Linked DNA regions of Mus musculus: regions 1 and 2 are each linked to region 3. The links are chromatin contacts, called in public HiChIP or PLAC-seq and promoter capture Hi-C maps. All regions are on one chromosome and are shown on one strand. Each heading gives the region's core, a stretch centred on a gene start, on an enhancer-like site or on the middle of the called end of the contact. The rest is flanking DNA. Distances are from core to core; before and after follow the strand shown.

Region 1 (4,378 bases), core at 373-2,872, 2.0 Mb before region 3:
CATAATTCTGGGCATATCATTGGGATGTGAAAGACAAATTAGAAAAAGCCTAAACCATGACATAAAAGGGGGATGCTTAGTTGTTGAGTGAGGCGAGGCGCCACATAGTTTTCACCTAGCTGTCTAGTTTAAGCTGCGTGTGCACTCGATGAGTGAGCTAGAGCTGGTCATTGTCCAGGTGGCCCAACTGTGGCTCTGGGGAGCTGGAGACACTCCCCCAACTCACTGATTCAGTGAACCGCCCAACTGACTGGCTCCTCCTCCTAGAGGAGCAATTGGATTTCACCATAAAAGGATAATGAATTAAAAACAACTGTAAGATGCACAAATAAAATGTCGAGTCATTTTTGGTTTCTTCTGGAAGGTAAAGATCATTTTAACTTCCATAACTACAGACCCAGGTTTAGGTCTTGGGCCTTGTACACTAACTGCATCTGGATTCAATTTTTTCACTTGTGGAACAGAAATTAACCATAGCACTTAATCTCTGCGGTTGTAGTTTTGTAACAAAACCAAACAATTTATTTTAAGAACTTAGTCCAAGTACCTGGCACATAGTAACCATTCAACAAAAGGTCGTTAATATTATTAGCATAGGGATAATTTAGCTATGCTAAACACTGTTGAGTGTAAAATGAGAGAAATCTTCTCTAACACGTTCCTTGGTAGCACAGAAACACTGCGTCAGTTTTGCCATAGATCCGACCAGCTATGACGCCCCCTCCCCCCCTTAATCTCTTATGTCGCAGCAAAATAATGGGCCAGTGGAGCAGTAGCCTAGAAGAAAAATGCTTTTAAATCGCTTAGTCTGTCCCCATAGCTCCAACCCATTCATCCACCATCTGCATTGAGAAGACCCTGTGCGAGGATAGGGAGACTGGTGGGGTAAGTAAGCAAATGGGTGCTCCCGGAGCACCTCCTCGTTTCCCGGTGCAACTGTGCATCCCGAACACGTCGTATTCACAGGACGTGAGGGAATGGTACGGGTCAGAACGTACAGAAGAGACAGGGATCAAAAAAGGGACCAGGGAAGTGAGGAATGGCTGGAAGGTGGGCAGAGGAATTAGGAAAGGGGAACCATCAGCAACCCTTCCATACGTACGCAAATCGAAAGACAGCTGGACGAGCGAAGGTAGAGAAGACAAATACGAGAAACCGAAGCTCTCCAGAAGGAGCTGCAGTCACCTCAGCCTTGTCCAGCCGAAGCCAGCCTCCAGCACCCAGCAAGAAAGACAACCTACCTCGCGCCGCCCAGAGCTAGTTTGCAGCACGCCGGTCTACGTAACACCAACCCAGACCGATAGGGAAGCGCATTTCGCCATCTTTATTATGGCCAGTGGTGGGCTTTTTCTCTTCCTGAACTCACTCATCTTAGGAGACAACTGTATTTCGGTTTTCTGGTATTCCGGCGAGCAAGAGACAAAGTGAGGAAAAAAAGAAAACAGCGAGGAAAGCCCTGTCTGCAGCTATTCCACAGTCCCCTCCCACTCCGGCTCGCCCTCACTTAAGATGGCCACCAGAAAAAGTGGTGCAATGAAGCGACGCCGCTGCTTTGGTTGCCAAGGAGACGCTAATACCGGAAATGCGGAATTCGGGGAGGGTGCACGGAAGAGCTGTGGGCCAGAGGCCGGGCGTCACAGGTCCTGACAGGGAAGAAGTTGGCAGGTCCTGACTGGGGAGAGCCGTGGCGGACGCAACCTCCGGGTCCAGTCAGCTCTGGAGATGGAGTCGCAGGTCGCGGCCGCTGGGGCTGCAGAGACTGAGGCAGAGGCGGGCAAGCGTCCCGCGATGGGCAGTGCCAGCCAGGGCTCGCTGGTCTCGGCGCCCAAGGGGGCCGTCCGGTGGCAGCTTCTGCGACAGGTAAGGGCGAGCGCTCGCCTGCCCTGCCTGTGGCCACTCCCCTCGCAGGTAGCAGGCAGCCCGTTTGTCGGGAGCCAAGCGAGAAGCGCCCCCTTGCTCCTTCATCTCCGCTGTCCCGCTGTCCCACCAAAAATGGGAGAGACTCTGGCGGGGCTGGAGAGCGGGACAGCCAGAGCGAGCTCTCAGAAACTCAGAAAATCCTTGTGCTCGCCTGTCTGGTGGGTGGGACCGCCTGTCTTCTCCGTGTGCTGCTCTTCTTTCCCGCCCCCTTTCCATCCTTATTTTATTTTTTGCTTCTTAACTCCCAGCCTGGTCACCTGGGTGCACTTTTTGGTCCCACATCTCTGGAGATCCGTGAGGTTCACTAATGGGATGGGGATTCTGCACGCGTTTCCTGGTTTTGTATATGGGAGAGTAAAGGGAGAGAGGGAAACCTACTGCTTGCTCCTTTTCCCGCCACGTGAAACTAAGTTTGGAGTCATTATTGGGATACTCGCTGCCCAAGGTTTAGCAACGAATCCAGATACTTCAGTCTTCCAAACCGCTCCAGTGAAGGCTGCTGTGTTTATAAGTTTTCTTAGTCATTGTGACTCCTCACAGCAATAGGAAAGTAACTAAGACAGTGGCCGGGGGGCAATGAGTCCTTAGTCTGTTATTTTACTTAGTTATTGCTTTTTAACAACCACATGTCGTATGTCATGCAATGTCTGTGAACCACCTGGTAGTCTCTTGATAAAACCTGAGTGGTTTACGGTTGTGTACCTGGTCTATATACCCATAGTTCTCAGAGTTGGCTGGCATGTTCTCCCAGTTATGGTAGAGTGTATAAGAGCAAGAGGCACATTTCAAATCCCTGCTTACATGATGTCTGTTAATATGCTATGTTACTTAGCTTCTATTATTACTGTGATAAAAATGCTAGGCAATGCAATTTAAGAAAGGAAGGGTATGTATTGGCACACAGTTTGACGGTACAGACTTTAGTAGGAAAAATCAAGGCTCAGGATCCTGGAGCATTGTGTGAGCAGTCAGGAAGAACAGAGCGATGGATGAATATGAGTTAGTTCCAGTTCTCCTTTTTATTTAGTTCAAGACTCAGTGTGTGATGTGGCGATACCACATTGAGTGTGTCTCCTCTCAGTGACTGTAGTTAGGAAAATCCATTACACACATACCAAGAGGTTAACCTAGTGTAGATAACCCTTCCTAGACAGGTGGAGACTTTCGGTTCCTCCAGTTCTTGTCAAGTTGATAATCACTATGAGCCGTCTCATAAACCGTTAGCTAAAGGAAGATGCATGGCCAAGCCAAAATTCACAGTGTAAGAGGTAAGACTTTATTTTTAAATTTTTTTAGGTGTGTCTTAGGGTTTCTATTCCTGCACAAAACATCATGACCAAGAAGCAAGTTGGGGAGGAAAGGGTTTATTCAGCTTACACTTCCAAATTGCTGTTCATTACCAAAAGAAGTCAGGACAGGAACTCACACAGGGTAGGAACTTGGAGGCAGGAGCTGATGCAGAGGCCATGGAGGGGTACTGCTTTCTGGCTTGCTTCCCCTGGCTTGCTAAGCTTGCTCTTTTACAGAATCCAAGACTACCAGCCCAGGGATGGCACCACCCACAAGGGGCCCTCCCCTGCTTCATCACTAATTGAGAAAATGCCTTACAGCTGGATCTCATGGAGGCATTTCCTTAAGGAAGGCTCCTTTCTCTGTAATAACTCCAGCTTGTGTGAAGCTGACACATACAACCAGCCAGTACAACATGTCAGGGAAAAAGTGATTTTTTTTTCTGTAATAATTCAGTTGATTACCACAGGCTAAACATGTGTGGGCTTTTCATAAGTGTTTAAAGTGGCTAAACGATTCATGCATGTTTCATCTGTGTTCAGAAGCAGAAAGCTTGAAGAGTCTGATCAAGGCTAGGACTTTGTGATTCTGGTTGGCAGTGTTACTCAGTGCTATGACACTTTGCATGTGCAAAGCCAAGGTTTTGATCTCTATTACGGGGGGGGGGGGTCGAGAGGTTCTTTCTCTTGTGTCACACTTGAATGATTGGTGTTTATTTTTGCAACTCCCCAATTCTGTCTTCCTGTACTCCTCAGGATTCCAGTGGTGCCTCATGGCTCTTTTTGTTAACTAAGGCTTTCTCTGGAACTCATATTTTTGAGAGATAACCTGTATGACTTGTACATTATTGTTTCCAGATTATGTGATAAATTGTTGACTTTTGATTCTAGCGCCTCCCCTAATTAGGTGAGATCTAGAAGCCCGTGTGTGTGAGGACTAGCTAAAGAAGGAACAGGCATCTTGTCTTCCTTTTGGTTGAGTCTCATCTGATAACGGTGACGGTTACTTGCAACTTCAGTCTTTCCACATTCATCCACTTAGGGATCCTGAGGAAAGGATCTAGTTTCCTTAAGAAATAATTTCTTTCAAATGACTCTGGTAGACCACATTTGGGCCAATTGCTGTGCCCAACAGAATGAAGCTATTTGGCTAACCTGGGTCATCAACC
Region 2 (4,074 bases), core at 268-2,767, 2.6 Mb before region 3:
ATGTTGAGAAAGCTGCTTTTTATGACTGAACGTATTCACTCAGCTCACTAGTCTATTTAGTGTTTCTGACTCACAAACGGAAGTGATTCTATTTTGGCATCCTCCGTCTTTCTCTTGTTGGGTCTCTGCTGACTTGCTGTGCTAAATTATGCAAGTTACTTTAACTGTTGATTTAACTCCCGCATGCTCTGTAAAATGAGCCCAGTCCAGCCTGCTTGTTTGCCAAGGCTGTTTGGAGACAATTTTTCATATGCTATGCATCATCAGCTCCCACAGAAGGCAGAAAGAATTTGATGTGTGGGGGTTGTCTGGGATCCAGTCCAAAATTAGTGCTCATCTGGAAGAAACATGGACGCCTGGTGCTTGCTTGCTGGCCTTATTTGTTTTCACTTAGGGCTTTCCCTCTAAGGAACTTTGCAAAATTTATCACTTTAGTATTTTTTATATATATATATAAGGTTGGCTTTTTCTTTTGTAAAAAGACTGAAGTGGGAAAAGCCTTCTGATGCCTTCTATTAGTGAACTGTGTATCAAAGAGAGCAATTTGTCTGACCTAGTTTGATGACCTGGGGAAGGATTACCTCTAACATCCAGAATTTGTCCCTCTCCTCCCACTCCCCTCCCCTTCCCTCCCCTTCCCTCCCCTCTCCTCCCTCTCCCCTCTCTCTGGTCCCTTAACAACTCCCAAGACTGGCCTCTTTAGGCCCCTGCTTGGGATGTGAAATCCAACCAGATTTATCATTCATGTGCTCACGCAATATGCTTTTGTGCGATTTGCAAAAGAACATAACAGCTCCTCCCTTTGAAATGCTTGCTGGCCTACAGTGGCAATAGTAGGTCAGGCAAACGTGTGCACTCACTCCAAGAGAGGCAAAAAACCGGACGTTCTGAGGGCAAAAAACGGGAGCAGAGGTTTCCACTATGTGGGGCAGTCTGGAGACTCACTGGGCTGAGAGGAGAGATAGAACTTTTAAAGGTGGGAAGGAAACAGCATGTCAATGCTCCCAGCTGGATTCCTCAGACCTCAGACCACAGTCACCCGAGGTGTGAGCAGCAGCTGTAAAAACTAAACTTGCACAACTACGAGGGAGGTTTTTCAGGCTACACACGGAATCCGTTCTTGGCCATTTAAACCCAACCTGGAAGACAATAAAGGCCTTGGCAAAGTGCACACTTACACTAGTTAATGTAGAAAGACAGACTGGCCAGAGGAGAGAGTTCACGCCTAGAGACAATGCAACAGGATGGTCCATAGGTCCAATCGAGGCAAAAGGAATGGAAAAGAGGTGACTAAGTGCTTCATCAGGCCTTAAAATCTAGGTGTGGGGAAGGCAGTGGGAATACCTCTTGGGTCAGGGCTCTTTACTCCGAGGGGCACCGGGAGGAGCTAGAGTTATAAACACCTCCTCCAGTGACGCCAGGTGGTCGGCTGCGTCTTCCGATTAGCTACTCCGGCCGCCAATCCCGCAGGAGGCGGCGCTGTCCCGGCCGCTCGGAGCTCCGAGTGCGGTCGGCGCGGGCTGAGAGCCGGGGAAGCCGGCGGAGCCGGGTGACTGGCGAGCCGGAACATCAGGCGCCGCCGCAGAGGTAGGCAGGTGGGCAGAGCGCGGGGTCCAGCGTCCTCGGGGACCGAGCCTCCCGGGTTCCTTACCCCGGGAACCAGGGCGTCCTGGGTTGCCGGCGAGGAAGGGGTCGGCGGGGTCGGCGGAGTGGGACAGGGATGCAGCGCAGGACGCCTCGCGCCCTGGCTCGGCCGGGTCCCGGGTCGCCCGCAGGAGCTGGCTGGGGACGGCTCTACGTTCCTCGGGCTCCTGTGACGTTCTGTTAGAAAAGCAGGGCCCCTGGCTTGTGGTACCGCTGGGGGTCGTCGGGTAGGGGAGCTGCGGGGCAGCCCCGCGTCCCCGCGCGCCTTGGGTCCCATCGGCGATGCAACAGTTCGGCCTGCGCTTCTGATGAGCCGTGCTTTGAGGGGACCCCGGGACCACAGTTCTCCAGCTTTTCATTTTTAACACCTCTGCTTGCCCGACCGCCCGACGCCAGAGCGCCCTAAGGTGACATACCCCGAAACGAATCTGTCCCCGGAGGAGTTGAGGCACCCTGCCTTGCAAAAACTCTCCTCTAGCCCGGCTACCTGAGGGTCACTGGCTTCTTTGTGAAAGTTCCAGTCTTTGCAAGCCTGGACCTCATAGGCTGTGTGTGTGTGTCCAGGAGGAGTGTGGAGGAGAAGGCTGTTCTGGGCAGTGCCGCTGAAGGGCAGGCATGCCCCAAGTAGGGCTAGGTGCTAAGGTTCTTTGAACAAGCATGCTTCAGCCTAGTTAAAGACATCTTTTCTGCATTGGGGGTAGGCAGGACATAACCTACAACCCAACTGTTCTAAAGAATATATAGGCTTTAGGGGATTATCTAAATTCCATCAGTGTGAGTCTAGGTAGTAACTTTCCTTCTTCCCTCCCTCGCTCTTTCCCTCTCTCCCTTCCTCCCTTCCCAGGACTTTAGTCTTTTCAAACCTCTCCCACCCCCTTTTAGGAGCTGGAAAAGAAACAGGAAGTCAGAGATTCAGAGAAAAGAGCGTTCACTCCACAACTATAAACAGTTTATTTTGTGCCAGTAAATATTTCCGAAGTCACTGGAAGTCTTTGGAAAACCTCAGTTTTTGTCTGCCCCCTGCAGAGAAGGTAGATCCCCTTAGAGTTCAAAACTTAGAGAGGACATTTTTAGAAGTGGAAGCCATACAGTCCTGTCACTAGGGACGTTGAAAGTGTTGAGAATTCCCATTCTTAGCCAGCCAAGGTGGAGCTCTGCTGGGTTACAGCTGCCTTCTACCTAGATACAGAATTACAGAGGGACCCAGGACGCCTCTTGTCTGGACCTTGAGCTATCACAAAACCAAACTGAAGTCTTGAATTTCTTTTTATTATGACCTGGTTGTTGGGCACCAAAGATGTCAGATGCATGTTTGGTCATCTTTAAGCTTTTCTACTTCATCATAAAAATGTATAATTACAACAACTAAAGACAAATAGATGTAGTTAACTTTGAATTTTCTTGTATTGTTACCTAGGTATCTCTACCTGGCAAAGTGTAAGAGATATGTACTGTACTTTTCGTAGTTGGGGTTAACAGTTACTTCTCTATTATTTGAGTTATTGGTGAGATTCCTGGCAGGGATAACAACTAATAATAAATGGTTAAATCTGTAAATGTGTTCTTAGTATATATCCATTTTTGTTTGTATATATTCTTTTTAATTGGGATATAATTCACAAATCATAAAATCGACCCTTTGACAGGGGATTGGGGCATATTTGCGCAGTTATCACTATCCAGTTAGAGAATAGTGTCTTCCTGCCCACTAAGAAACTCTAGTCCAGTGCTTCTCAACCTGTGGGTCGAGACCTTTTTGGAGTAGAATAACCCTTTCTCAGAGGTCACTTAAAACAATCAGAAAACACATGTATGTTATGATTCATAACAGTAGCAAAACTGTAGTTATAAGTAGCACACCACACGAAGCCCGTCTCGGGCCAGTTCACCCCATAGCTGCTGCTGTTCCTTGGTGGTTACCCCTTAGTACCGCTCTCTCCAAGATCCTGCTGCAGCAACCGCGTCGTGCCAGACCTCACCCAACTTGTCCCCAAGAACACTTCAGTCCTTGTGCTTCTACTGCACAAGGCTCAGCTGTTCACCCTGACACCTTCATGCCTTCAAAACCATCTGGGTGACTCTATACATTACCAAGTTTGTCCGCCAGCATGAGATGCAGCCTTGGCTTTCTCTGGACCACAGCTTCTGTGCGCTGACTCTGAGGACATATTCCCAGTAAAATTTACCTCAGTATTGCTGGTCTCTAAATCGCTGGTAAAATCTCAGCTCTAGCTAACCAGCATTGATTGCCCAGGTAAAGCAAAGGTCTTACTTCAGGGGCTCTGGTCCCTTCTATCAGGCTGATTCTTCAACCCCAGCTGTCCAGATTCTTAAACCAAAGTATCGAATGATCCCAATAAAGTTTTTAAGGTACTCTGTTAGTGGCAACTTGTAATTTTTTGTTGCGGTTTTCCTCCTTAGCCCAGCTAG
Region 3 (4,204 bases), core at 1,008-3,507:
AGAAGTGTGTCGGTCAGGTTTACAGCACTGCAATGATGAGCGTAGGAAGGCTAGCTGCCTTTCTCATAGAAAGACTGACAAGTTCACTGCCCAGGGGATGCAAGGCCAAGAAGGGCTGGGCCCTCCTACAACAATGAGCAACCAAGAAAATGCTGACAGACACATCCAAGAGCCAAGCTGATCAAGGTAGTCCTCCATGTGAGCTTCCTTTCAGATAATGCTGAGGTGTGTCAGGCTAACAGCTAAAGCTCACTAGAAGAGGGCAGAGCCTGTAGAACAAAACTGCTCGCATCCTGCACAGGAAGTGAAGCAAAAGGATGAGGGTCTCACAACTCACTATAACCCCCCTCCATGACCTAAAGCTTCCCACTAGCCTCTCTGTCTTTTAAAGGGTACACCACCTTCATGCCAAGGACCAAGAGTAATTCATAGGCCTGTGAAGAACATCCCAGGTCCAAATTATAGCAGATAGGGAGATGCTGGAGCAGTAAGAAAGTGGAGAGAGGCTTGTTCTCTGGTTCCAAGAGCTCTGGAGAGAAAGCTAATGTGGTACTGTAAAACAATACAAGGAACAGAGGAGGAGAAGGCTTGGGGAAGTTCGGAAAGTATGGGTTCCAATGTGGAACTTACTCCAATAGACAAGTAGAGCGGCTAAAAGCTGCTTAGGAATGCAGATCTGGCCCTCACTGACCGGACGCCGGACGTCCATCCGTGATTCTATCTGAATGGCTAGATCATCTCCTGTGCACTGTGTGCCTTCCAAATAAGAGGGCTGAGGGCCAGAACCTGCTACTCTCAAGGAGTCAAAGAGAACAGACAGTTGAAAAATAACTGAGAAAGCAATCTGAGGGTGTACAATGTTAAGAAAGGTAGGGTGGGGCTGAAAAGAGTCTAAGAAAAGCCTTCAAGAAAAAGGTAGTCTGCCGGTCCCACTGCAAAGCATTAAAGACTAAAGGTGGTCAAAAATCTCAATATTCAGCAGGTTGAAGTAGGAGCACCATTACCTAGAAGACAGCTTGGGCTACATATTGCGTTCCAAATCATGCTAGGCTATACAGTGAGACTGTTTCAAACAAACCGGACTAAGGTGTGTGTGACCCTATGTGTATGCCGCTGATAGAAGGACCACTTTGGGGAGATACGCAGGGGGAACAGACTACTGTATTTGAATCATGAAGTAAACAAGTCTTTTTGTCTGAGCACCGGAAAGTAGTATGTCTAAGAAGTGGCCAGTTAGCTTACGAGTGGTAACCACGGTTCTACACTTGATCTTAGCCAAAAGGCCAAGAAGCGGTGGTAACCACGGTTCTAAAGGGGCAGCTGAGGAGTCTCGCGGGTATCACAACCCCCCATTCACTTCTCTGTCCTTGCTGTCATTTCCACGGCCGGGGCGATCCACATAAAATGCAAGCAAAGAGAGGAAGCGACAACACCCCTCCCCTCGTGTATGACTCATCTTCGTGGCAGCTGAGAGCCTGGATAGGAAGAGTTGAATTCAATGAGGTGCCCGGTTTCCCGTTGAATATTGGAATTCAGTGACTCGGATGGCTCCATGCTGAAGGGAGCTAGGGAGACTCATTCACATTTTTTTCCTACCCGGCACTCGCAACCTCCATTCAGCATTTTCCCCTTGGTCTCCCTAACGGAGCCCAAAGGAACAAAGCTACTCCCCACCCGCACCTCGGGTTGACCTTCCACCCGAGCGCCCACCCCTAGCCCGTTCCACGGCCACGTGACCCTCTCCAGCCTCCTAGCCTCCCGGGCCTCTCCCCCTCCCCTCCAGTCCGAGCCCGCTTGGCCCCGCCCACCCCGCCCACGTGTCAGCCTCTCTCCCACCTGACTGGCTCCTCCCTCTTCGGCCGAACCCGGCCGCTTGTCTCAGCTGCCCGACTCCAAAATGGCAGCCGCGCACAGCACGCACCAGCGCGGCCGGACCTCCTTAACTCGCCGGCCTCCCCTCTTTAGCTCCCAGCCTCCCTCCTCCGGCCTTCACCTACCCGCCTCTGGATTGGCCGCCGGGAGTCCCGCCCACCTGGAGCCCCGCCTGCCATTGGTCACGGTAGGCTGCCCTTCAGAGAGGCGTGGCCCAGCCCGCCCCCCACCCCGGGAGGTATTTTCCATTCCGGTGGGGGGCTGGGGGGGCGGGGGGAGGGGAGAGGGTGACGAGGGGGAGGCGGCCGGGAAGGGGTGGGGGCTGGCGGGGGCATCCGGCCGAGCTGGGGTCCCCGGGCTCCGTCCGGAGGAAGCGAGGCTGCGCCGCCGGCCCGGCAGGAGCGGAGGACGGGACGCGCGGGCGGTCGCGCTCGCCCTGTCGCTGACTGCGCTGCCCCGGCCCATCCTTGCCTGGCCGCAGGTGCCCTGGATGAGGCCGCCGCGCGTGTCCCGGCCGCTGAGTGTCCCCCGCGGTCGCCCGGCGCCTGCCCTCAAGCGGCCGCCTCTCCTTGCCCGGGTCCCCGTTTTCCCCCGGCGCAGTCCTCCTCCGGTGGGCGCCTCCGCACCTCGGCGCAGGCGGCACGGCCCTCGGGCCGGGATGGATCCGCCGGGAAGAGGAAGACAAGCCGGGGCGTTGAGCCCCTGCGCACGGTGCCGCCGCGCGTAGTGGGAGCTTACTCGCAGTAGGCTCTCGGTACGTCTCGGAGGAATTGCTTTTCGGTGGGAGTCGGGACACCTAAGGGGAAGAAGGGGTCGTCTGGGGCCGATAGGAGGGCATTCGTCATCGGGGTCGTGGTGGGTCGAGACTGGGTGGGGGAGGTCGTCGGTGCCCACTGCCAAGGGTAGAGGGGGTCCAGGCAGGTCACCTAAGAGCTCCATAGCTCCGACCTGAGGGTCCTCAAGGGCGACGATAAAAGGTCTACCGGGACGTGAAGGAAGGACCGGGGAGCGTGGATGCGGGAAAAGACTGGAGCATCTCTGGGGGGTTTAACCTGGGGTGGTTATTACAGGATGCGGAGGCGGCCGCAAGGAAGACCCCGCTCCAAGTCCTTGAGCTTTTAATAAATGGTTCTTTGGTGCTGGGACTTGGGCATTCGAGTAGCTGAAGCGGAGTGAGTTTGTGGAGAGGGAGTTGCATTGACAGAAGGATGCTGAGGAACAACGTGAATACCCTTGGTTTGGTTCTCAACTTTGAAGGCTATGGGGGTCAGCCACGAGCTTTTGGCATTTTTTTATTTTGGTGTTCCAAGCAAAAGGTGGCTGGCTGCTGGACTTCGTCAGTGATTCCTTATTTTAAATTGTATGTATATATTTGATGGGGTTGGGCAGTTACCAGTTCTCCTGGACATTCTTCCAACTACACCTTGACATTCTTACAGCAGCTTCTCATCTACACCGGAGGCCTGCTCCTTTCAAAGTTAACACTAGGCTAGACTGTCCTATTACGATTTACTGACATTTATCCTAGAAGACGATTAAGTCATGCTTGCTTTTAACTGTTTCTTTACAGGGCCGTGTAAAATTGAACTGCATGTTCTATAGAAGTTTAAAAATGGTTTCTCTTTAAGGAATGAAATGAAAAAGATGCTGGTGTTAGAAGGCTCTGCTAAAATGAGCTCGAGTGTTCTAACAGTTGGGAATTTAGTCAAATGCGTACTTTAATCTTAATAGTCTCTCGGATTCATAGTCCCTTTTTGAAATCGGCCTAGCAACGGAAGGAAGACACAGCAGGAAGCGGTGACTGTTGTCTGGAGTTCACCTTTGTGATTGTCCTGCAGGGATGTTACCTTTTTCATGTCTGTGGACTAGAAAGAGTAAGCTGAGAATTGCACAGCTAGTCTGTAGTCTCCTGTTAAACTCACACCTGTATTACTAATTTCATACATTTGTTGAGTTTCCTATGGCTTACAAAATGAAAACTCACTTGATTAGGGAGTCCTTAACATTTAGGGGGAAAAAAAATCTGAAGGCTACTTTGCTGGCTAATTAAAACATTTCTGCAAAAAAGTGCTAATATTTTTAATGGTTCTTCCCAGTTCTTGAAAAAGTAGTGGTTAATTATATATTTTTCTTCTTATTGTCCTTGAATTTTACCGTTTGTCCTTAGGGAGAATGTACTGGCATACAAAACAGCAGCTTAAAATATTGAAACATAACACCTTTTGACATTATAATGGCTTCTGCATGATTCACCTTGAGAATCATCTCTGGCGAGCCAGCAGTGGTGGGCTTTCCCTTCCTCTTCAGTTGGGAGTGGGCTGGCTGTCTCCTA

The links. Promoter capture Hi-C pulls out the DNA fragments that hold promoters and counts their contacts. HiChIP or PLAC-seq counts read pairs in DNA pulled down with a chosen protein or histone mark.
Region 1: a promoter capture Hi-C map of hippocampal neurons shows a contact between it and region 3, with 4 times the contacts expected there. The contact joins the promoter of Camkmt here to the promoter of Socs5 in region 3.
Region 2: an H3K4me3 HiChIP or PLAC-seq map of stem cell-derived neural progenitor cells shows a contact between it and region 3, with 10 times the contacts expected there. The contact joins the promoter of Plekhh2 here to the promoter of Socs5 in region 3. A contact is called at or near these places in 1 of 39 promoter capture datasets (liver) and 1 of 115 datasets of contacts at active chromatin or transcription factors (stem cell-derived neural progenitor cells).

The regions. Positions count from the first base shown.
Region 1 is chr17:85,089,004-85,093,381 of GRCm38.p6, forward strand. Camkmt (calmodulin-lysine N-methyltransferase) reads left to right here and starts at 1,623. Exons shown (of 11, transcript NM_028576.3): 1 at 1,623-1,860. The coding sequence starts at 1,723. Prepl (prolyl endopeptidase-like) reads right to left here and starts at 1,264. Exons shown (of 15, transcript NM_001163622.1): 1 at 1,103-1,264.
Region 2 is chr17:84,510,378-84,514,451 of GRCm38.p6, forward strand. Plekhh2 (pleckstrin homology domain containing, family H (with MyTH4 domain) member 2) reads left to right here and starts at 1,518. Exons shown (of 30, transcript NM_177606.4): 1 at 1,518-1,587.
Region 3 is chr17:87,105,422-87,109,625 of GRCm38.p6, forward strand. It overlaps Socs5 (suppressor of cytokine signaling 5), which reads left to right and starts at 2,258. Exons shown (of 3, transcript NM_019654.2): 1 at 2,258-2,626. It overlaps Gm30510 (a long non-coding RNA gene), which reads right to left and starts at 1,926. Exons shown (of 2, transcript XR_877091.1): 1 at 1,837-1,926.